Regions from separate parts of the Ovis aries genome. Here region 1 is linked to region 2. A link is a contact called in public Hi-C data. All regions are on one chromosome and are shown on one strand. The core of a region is the stretch at or near the end of the contact, and the rest is flanking DNA. Distances in the headings are between cores, read along the strand shown. Region 1 holds the start of PRKG1 (protein kinase cGMP-dependent 1). Region 2 overlaps PRKG1 (protein kinase cGMP-dependent 1).

The links. Hi-C and Micro-C count contacts between places; a contact is called where the count stands out from the background.
Region 1: a contact with region 2 is called in a Hi-C map of tail adipose tissue, with 4 times the contacts expected there. The contact joins the promoter of PRKG1 here to the enhancer-like site in region 2. A contact is called at or near these places in 8 of 16 Hi-C or Micro-C datasets (blood, hypothalamus, mixed tissues and 4 more).

The regions. Positions count from the first base shown.
Region 1 is chr22:8,078,398-8,082,428 of ARS-UI_Ramb_v3.0, forward strand. PRKG1 (protein kinase cGMP-dependent 1) reads right to left here and starts at 2,319. Exons shown (of 18, transcript XM_004020002.6): 1 at 1,873-2,319. The coding sequence starts at 2,138. It overlaps LOC132658439 (a long non-coding RNA gene), which reads left to right and starts at 1,715. Exons shown (of 2, transcript XR_009598090.1): 1 at 1,715-1,925; 2 at 2,064-4,031.
Region 2 is chr22:6,773,886-6,777,644 of ARS-UI_Ramb_v3.0, forward strand. The region is part of intron 9 of PRKG1 (protein kinase cGMP-dependent 1); the gene reads right to left. Among named protein-coding and RNA genes, the nearest start is that of DKK1, 140 kb to the left of the region's middle. Within about 2 kb of position 1,721, at least 5 of the 54 cell types and tissues checked have an H3K27ac peak or open chromatin away from gene starts, as enhancers often do. A contact at or near this core is called in muscle and tail adipose tissue, where this site is marked.

The sequences.
Region 1 (4,031 bases), core at 1,069-3,568, 1.3 Mb after region 2:
CTGGGTGACCGCTGATGAAGTGGCTTCTTAAGGAGGTGGGTAGATTGATTCCAGCTGCTGAGCGCAGGGCAGGGCAGCGGCCGAGGAATGCGCAGCTCAGCTGAGGCAAGAGACAGCAGCTTCCCAACAATGGCAAGGCCAAATATTAGCTCTGATTGCAGTCTTGGCCGAAGAGAAGGAAGAATGCCATTGTTCAATTTGATAGGAACTTCCACGGCAGCGTGGGCCGAAAGGTGCCATGTGGACAGTGTCATTTCGTAAGTGTAGTATTGCTCAGGAAACCTGAAGGCTGCCCCTTGAGACGCTGGTTCAGAGTGGGCCTGCAGTTCCCAAGGTGAAGTCCTTTCTGCCTGACCCAACCTACTCCCAGCTCCTGGTCTTCTTTTGATAGCTCTCAACTCCTGCAGGCTTCACTGATCCCCTCCCCCATCCCACATACACTGGAATCAGTACACAATTGAAACAGACAAGGAAAGAGGGCAGGGGAAAAGCGGGGGGACATCGAGAGTCCTGCAAGCGGCCTGGATGGACGGACAAGACGACGTGCTCTTCAGAAGCACTGGCCTCAAAGTCAGCTTAGGGGGAGGGATTGATTTAGGGGTCCCCTGAGGGCCCCAAACTCAGACAACCAAGCGATCTAACAAGAAGGAAGGGGTAAGAGGTAGGCGGGCATGAAGGCACGCCTAATGGAATATTCAATATCCTGCGAGATGCACTTTCGGCCGTGCACTTCCAGAGACTAAAAGCCAGTAATGGGCTTTGGAGTCTGCACTTCCTCTCCCTAATGTCCAGAGGCGCTTTAATGCTGCAGCCAATCGATCAGCCTTCTCCGGGGAAGGCAGCGAGCGGAGAGCAAACACTTCCTACTTATGGCCAAAATCGCCGGGCCTCCTCTGCGCACCACGAAAGAGCGACACACAACTGTGAACTGGCAGGACTTGGCTCTCAGCGTGGCGGGAAGAGGGAAGGAAGGAGCCCGGAGGCGCCCAGAGAAGCAGCTCCCCTCCCTCTTCATCCCAACTTTTTCCGGGGACAGACTCCGAAGACAAACAAGAGGGGGCGGTAGTACCGACTCTAGGACAGGGCTGAGCAGTAGCCCCAAACCTGCTTCAGGTGCAAGGTCACCGAGCCACCTCCAAGCCCTATGCAGCCCAAGAGGTGGACACTTCTGGAAGGGACACAAACTGAGCAAACCAACATCCAAGAAGTGGTGTTTCTTTCCAATTTCCTGCTGACATCACTTGCTGCCTGGAGAGTGACCCTCGGAGGCTGATCCCTGCAGTGGAGACGCACCCCAGTCCCGCCCCCCTCCCCTCACCCCCTCCGCGCCTTCCCAGCCCGGCTCGGGCTCTGGGCAAGTTCAGTTCCTAAACCGAACGCGGTCGCCCTGTGCAGCCTCCCGTCGCCGCTCCCGGGAGGCTCCAGCGGCGCACGGAGCATGCCCTGTGGCCTGGGTCTGGGGGGTCACCTCCAGGAAGCTCTCCAGGCCCCGGGATGGGCCGGGTCCTGTCCCGGGAGGTAGTCTCCCCAGGGGTGCGCGCAGGGAAGACCGCGCGACTTCGGCGGGGTGCGCAGCGGCCAAGTTAGCGGGCGCGACCGAACTTTCCGCGCTCCCCTCCCCACCCCCACGCCACAGGGGCGCGCTTCCCCGAGGAGCTCGCCTTTCCCAGCCCGGCGGAGACCAGCGCAGCACGTGACGGGCAGAAACAAAAATAAACACTCCCCGGTCCCGGCGCGCCGGGGCCGCCCCCACTCGGCGCGCCGGGCACCGAGCCCCGCCGCCGCGGCCCGGAGCCCCCGGCGCCCCCGGCGCCCGGCCCGCCCGTCCGCCCGCTCCGGCCCCGCTCCGGCCCGCGCCCCGGCGGCGCCTACCTCTCGGATTTGGTGAACTTCCGGAACGCCTGTCGGAGGTCGTGGAAGGACCTGTAGGTCTGCGGCTCGGCCGAGATGCCCTGTGCCCGGGTGGTCCGCGGGCCGATGTGGGTCGAGGGCGCGGGCAGCACTGACTGGCATTTATGCAGCTTCCTCTTCAGCTCCTGGGTTTCTTCCTCCTTCTCTGACAGCCGCTTCTCCAGCTCTTTGATCCTCTCCTCCTTGAGCATGAGAATCTTGGCAAAGTCTTCCTCCAGCTCGCTCATGTTGTTCCCGGAGCCCCTCCGCGAAACTTTCTCTCGGGCGACGGCGGCGGGGCCTGCAGCCGGGCGAGGCGGGAGCGCACGGGGCGAGTGAATGGGCGCTGGGTCCCGGAGCGCGGCGGCGCTGCCCCTACTGCGGCGCGAGGAGCCGCGGTCTTCGCTCCGCTTCTGCTGAATGGACTAGGAGCATCGAGGGGAGGATGAGAAGTCTAAAAGCGCCGGAGAGGAGAGGCAGAGTGCTAATCCCCCGCCTCTCGGGGGAATAGGTGATTATCTTTCATTGAGAAACCAATTAGAGCTGCCCTTCCTCCCCTGAGACCCCCTCCCCCGTCCCCCTTTCCCAATCACTTCGTGAGAACACGGCGCGCGCGCCACCCCACCGAGAGCCTGGTTTCCAGTTGGGAGGGTTGGACCAGTGCGCCTGGTCTCACCCCATCACACAATAATCACTCTTGCACGCTATATGGTACCAAAGGGAAGGGCTGGGGTGGGGTGGGGTGAGGGGGGAGCTTTATGCCACTTGATCCTTGAAATAGCAACAATTACCATGTGATCTGGTAAGATGACGCAGGGCTTGTAACTGGAGCCTAAAGACTTTGTGGGGTGTGTGCGTGTGAGTGTGTGTGTGTGTGTGTGTGAGAGAGAGAGACAGTTCATAAATATTAAACTGCCTTTAGACAATAACGTGCGTGAATTCATCTTGTTTTCACCTTTTACTTCTCTTTGCCCTGTTTGGTAAGGGTGTACGTGTGTGTTTGTTCCATAGTATGAAGTCTTGTGGTTGTGACCCCAAGTAATAAGAATAACAGGGCACTCGCGGTACCAGGTCTTTTCACCATAAGCTTTTAGTGGCAATAGTAAACTGAAATTGTTGGTGGGTAAATTGGAGGAACATGTGTCTGATAATGAGCCAAAGATTTGCCAAAAAGGAAAAGGCCATGCATCCATTGGAAACTTCTTCGGAGTTTGGTTTCTATTTCATCTGCTACTATTAAAATTTGTATACTGAGCACCCAAATTATATCACACCACCCTGGTTGTGAAGTGGGGCCCACCAGTGCTGAATTGCGGGCTCACCCCAACAACTCCGGTTTTAAGGGAAAATAGCTTTGGCCAGCTGTATTTCTCCCTCACCTCTGCACCCATCACCACACTCAGTGCTAAAGGGATGTTTATACACATTTGGACCCAGAGTGTTTGCTAATTCCTACACACACACACACACACACACACACACACACACACACACACACACATATCACAGGGAGTATTGTTCACAAATCACAGCTAAAATGTTTGGATGTGTGGGAGGAACATTTCTTCAGGTAAAGATCCACAAATCTATTTTTTAAAGAAAAAAAAAGGATGCAAACTAAAATACCAGAGAGTTTTTGTAGAAATAGTAATTTTCCTTAAAAAGAAATATCATCATATGATCCACTGGATGCTTATTTTTATAAAAATCTTTCTACCTTGTCTGAAATACCTTGGTAAAGGAAAAGCAGGCATATACTTTTACTTATAAATCAACCCTAAAATATATTTTATTCTCAAGATTTCTTTATTTACTGTTAGTTCTACTAATCCAATTATTTAAAATTGAAAACATTTTAAGCCACATCTAGACAATACAGACTGGCTTCATCTACTCATATTTGAGAAAGCGTTCTCTGTCTTGTTGATAGTTACTGTTCTATTGCTTCTATCTATAAACAGCTTAATCTGCTATCATCCCTTTAGAAACACTCAAAATAATTGGCATTTAAAAATACATTAGAAAAAATTTATCTCCTTAAAAAAATCTAGGCATAGGTTCAATTTTATTTATGGGAGATATGGAAATAGTTTTAAAATGACTCTGAAATGGACAGGTTATTTTCATGTCTTATATACTAA
Region 2 (3,759 bases), core at 471-2,970:
ATCCCTTAATCCATTGCATATTGCTTATCCTTTGGCATCTGAATAATGGTAAACCTCAGTAAATGCCTGTGTGTGTGTGTGCATGCTGAATCCCTTTAGTCATGTTCAACTCTGTGCTGCCCTATAGACTGTAACCTGCCAGGCTCTTCTCTCCATGGGACTCACCAGGCAAGAATGCTGGAGTGGGTTGCCATGCCCTCCTCCAGGGGATCTTCCTGAACTAGGGATCAAACCTGGGTCTCCTGCATTGCAGGCAGATTTTTTACTAACCATATCAAATAATTAAATCTCTCTATATACCATTTAGGAGTAAGGTTAAAAAAAAAAGTCTATTAAAATATATAATTCAGAGTGAGGTGGTTTGCTTTAGACTTTAGGAGATTCACTGGATGTTAACCCTGTAACCAAAAGAACTGAGTCACATATACTCATATATATTTTACCTAGCAGGTCTTTCAAGGGAACTCTAGCCTCTCTCAGGATATGCATTTATTCCTCTTCAGTTAAAAATAAATACAACAAAAGGAAGTAGGATAAACTTACACCCTAGTAGGCTTACGATTCAGAGGTGGAAGGAGGCAGGGTCAGAAGAGCCTTGGGTACTATTTTGGAAGGAAGGGAAACAGAGCCTACATAACCACCCTTGCATGACCTGTGGTTTGAGAAACAGAGCTCCGAACAGTTCCCACACAACAGCTGTTTCCCTGCATCCCCATCGTTGAGGACAGGAAGTGGAATGGCACAGAGAATGCAGTTTATAGGATCTGTTCTCTCAGAAAGTGAAACAGGATCTCCAGGCTATTAAATTCACTCCAGTGGCGAATCTGAACTCACTTGTTAAAAGCAATTGTCTGCCTACAAAGAAAAAGCTTGCATTTGTGAAAACTGAAGAGCTTTTAGAAGTGTTATATAAACACTTATACAGTCACTGGGTTTACACAAAGCTATATGAAAATTTAGAGACATTTTGATCCATTTAATTCTCATAACAGGATCAAAGTGATCTGGAAATATTTATGTATCTACAACCACATAGAGGCCACAGGTTCAATTCTCTCTAAGGGGCATGGAAAAAAATGGGTATCTAGCTCCAGCCATAGGAATTAAAACGTATTTAAGGCGCTCTACAGACCTGCTTTTACTAATTGCATCTAATTCTGGGACTAAACTAATGCTAGAGGCAAAGATGAGAAAATACGTAACTTCAGTTTCAATTTTAAAAAGTGTCTTTCTAATGTGGATGCTGTATATGACTATCACTCTTGAGTTGAAATTTTATAGCAAACCTCTTTGTACTGTCTGTGCAACTTCATTTCGAGGATCTTGCCAAATCATGTAAGAGTATCATCCTGATTTCCCTGGCATGCTGTTAGCTGTCTGCTGGTTTCGCACAGGATCCAAGCCCAGGAGCATGTTTGCTAAGGGCCCAGCTCCCAGAGCTTCTGAGAGTCAGTGTCACTTGTGTCTCACGTGTGACTCCTTTGCCCCAGATGAAAATTCAAGCTTCCCTTCTGAGTTTAGCAATCTCATGTTACAAAAGGGTCTAAGAAGACATAAGCAAGAATAATCAAAACAGCTGTCTGTGGTTCCAAACTAACAGTTCTTTTTGCATTCTTGGAAGCATTCTGAAGATTCTCTAAAATCAACTAGCTCTCTTCTGCCTTAGTTTGTTAGGGCCTCAGGGTACAGTTTGGATATTTTCTCCTTCGTCACTCTATGAGAATTTCCATGAGGACAGAGCAGTTCTTAAAACCACCACTAGAGGGGGGAAAAGTACAAGATTTGCCTCAAGTTAAATCTGTAGTTTTCTGACTCCTTTGGTACTTAATCAATCCTTAAGATATTCAATCAGATGTTACAAAACATTTTAGCTTTTAGATATACAACTATTCTGTATTTACTTGTCATCTGAATTTTTGTTGTTGATATAATTTGTATAAGATCAAAACCAAAAATTACGTTTCTGTCCCTACTAAAACATATTTCAATATATTCATTAATCCTTACAATCTGTCTTTGGTATTTTAAGGTTATCCAACCAAACATACAATTTTAAATTTTCAAAAGATTATTCTCTTTTGAAAAATACATGCATTCGTGACTATCACCAAAATGTATCCCATTCATTTTTTTCATGATGTAAAGAGAAAACGTCAAGGTGATAAAAGCAAGTATTGTACAGTGAATTCAGACGCACAAAAGGAAGCAGTTTTGGTTTCTTGCCTCCTTCACCGTCTGAATCCTTGCGTACCTCGCTTTACAGAATAGTGTTTCTGGCAAGTCATCTTCAAAATAAAACTTTGTATTTAGAGTTAATATAGTTCTTGAAAGTGGAATCATCATACTGGCAATTTTTTAGGATAGATTTGTATAAATATTTTAGCATTACAATTGTAATACCATTAATGCAAAAACTCTTAAAATACATTTCCAAAGAAATCTATAACTAATAAACACAATAATATTCAAAATGACTCACAAATTATAAAAATGATTCTGCTTTCACAGCAGAAATTGTTCCCTCAGTGGAAGGTTTCCTAATGGCTCCCCTGTTCTATATCTATATCCTTAGAATGAACCTTCTGAAACACATGATCACATTAGCTGACTGCCTAAAGACTGGATATTTCCTCACTGTATTTGCATCAAGTTGGAATCGTTTCCTGGGCATTAAAAAATCCACAATGTGGCCTCCTTTTGGCCTCTGTTTTTTATGGACTCTCCGTTTTAACTTCATGCTCTAGTCCCATAGGACTGGGTAAGAATCCCTAAACACTCTCTTCCCATCCCTATACCTACTATTTCTTAAGAAATAAAAATGATTTTTAACATTTACTGTATTTAACCACCTGAGGAGCCACTGTACAAAGGGCTTTCCATACAGACTCCTCATTTAATCTTACCCCCAATTCTGATGGGAGTGTGTATACGAGCTTCACACTACACACAAAGAAACTGAGAGTGAGAGATGAGCAGAGACTGCCCAGAGGTTACCCTTCATGTGATTTCAAAGCTCACTCAGGTGATTCACTCTGACATAATGTTTACCATCTGCACACTTTCATTTGGCTATGGATTTTGCTCTAAAGGAGAACAGTGAGGGAGCAGTAAGGTGTGTCCTTTCCTTCCAAGCAGTTCTTTCCTTCCAAGCAGAACTGTTACCTCCTCTATGCTCCTGGTGCCCTTTGGGGTTCCAGGATGCTGGTTACTTATATATTCATACCCCATGGCAGAATGGGGCCTTTTAGAGGCTGGAGAGAACTGTGTAGCCTTAGTAAAAGTCACTCATTATGTCTGACTCTTTGTGACCCCCATGGACTATACAGTCCATTGAATTCTCCAGGCCAGAATACTGGAGTGTGTAGCCTATCCCTTCTCAAGGGATCTTCCTGACCCAGGAAATGAACTGGGGTCTCCTGCATTGCAGGCAGATTTTTACCAGCTGAGCTACCAAGGGCTTCCCTGGTAGCCTCTTAATCCCCCAGCAGATGGTCACATCAGAGGGGATCTAAAAGTGAGGACTGTCCTATTTTACATCTTAAGTGTCCATCAGATTCAATTCATGACTTGATCTTTTTGCCAAGGTATTCTGAAACATACACATTTACTTTCTAAAAAGCTAGTTCTTGTGAATATATTAGTGTGGTTCAGTTGCTCAGTTGTGTTCTACTCTTTGCGACCCCATGGACTGCAGCACGCCAGGCTTCCCTGTCCATCACCAACTCCCGGGGCTTGCTCAAACTCATGTCTATTGAGTCA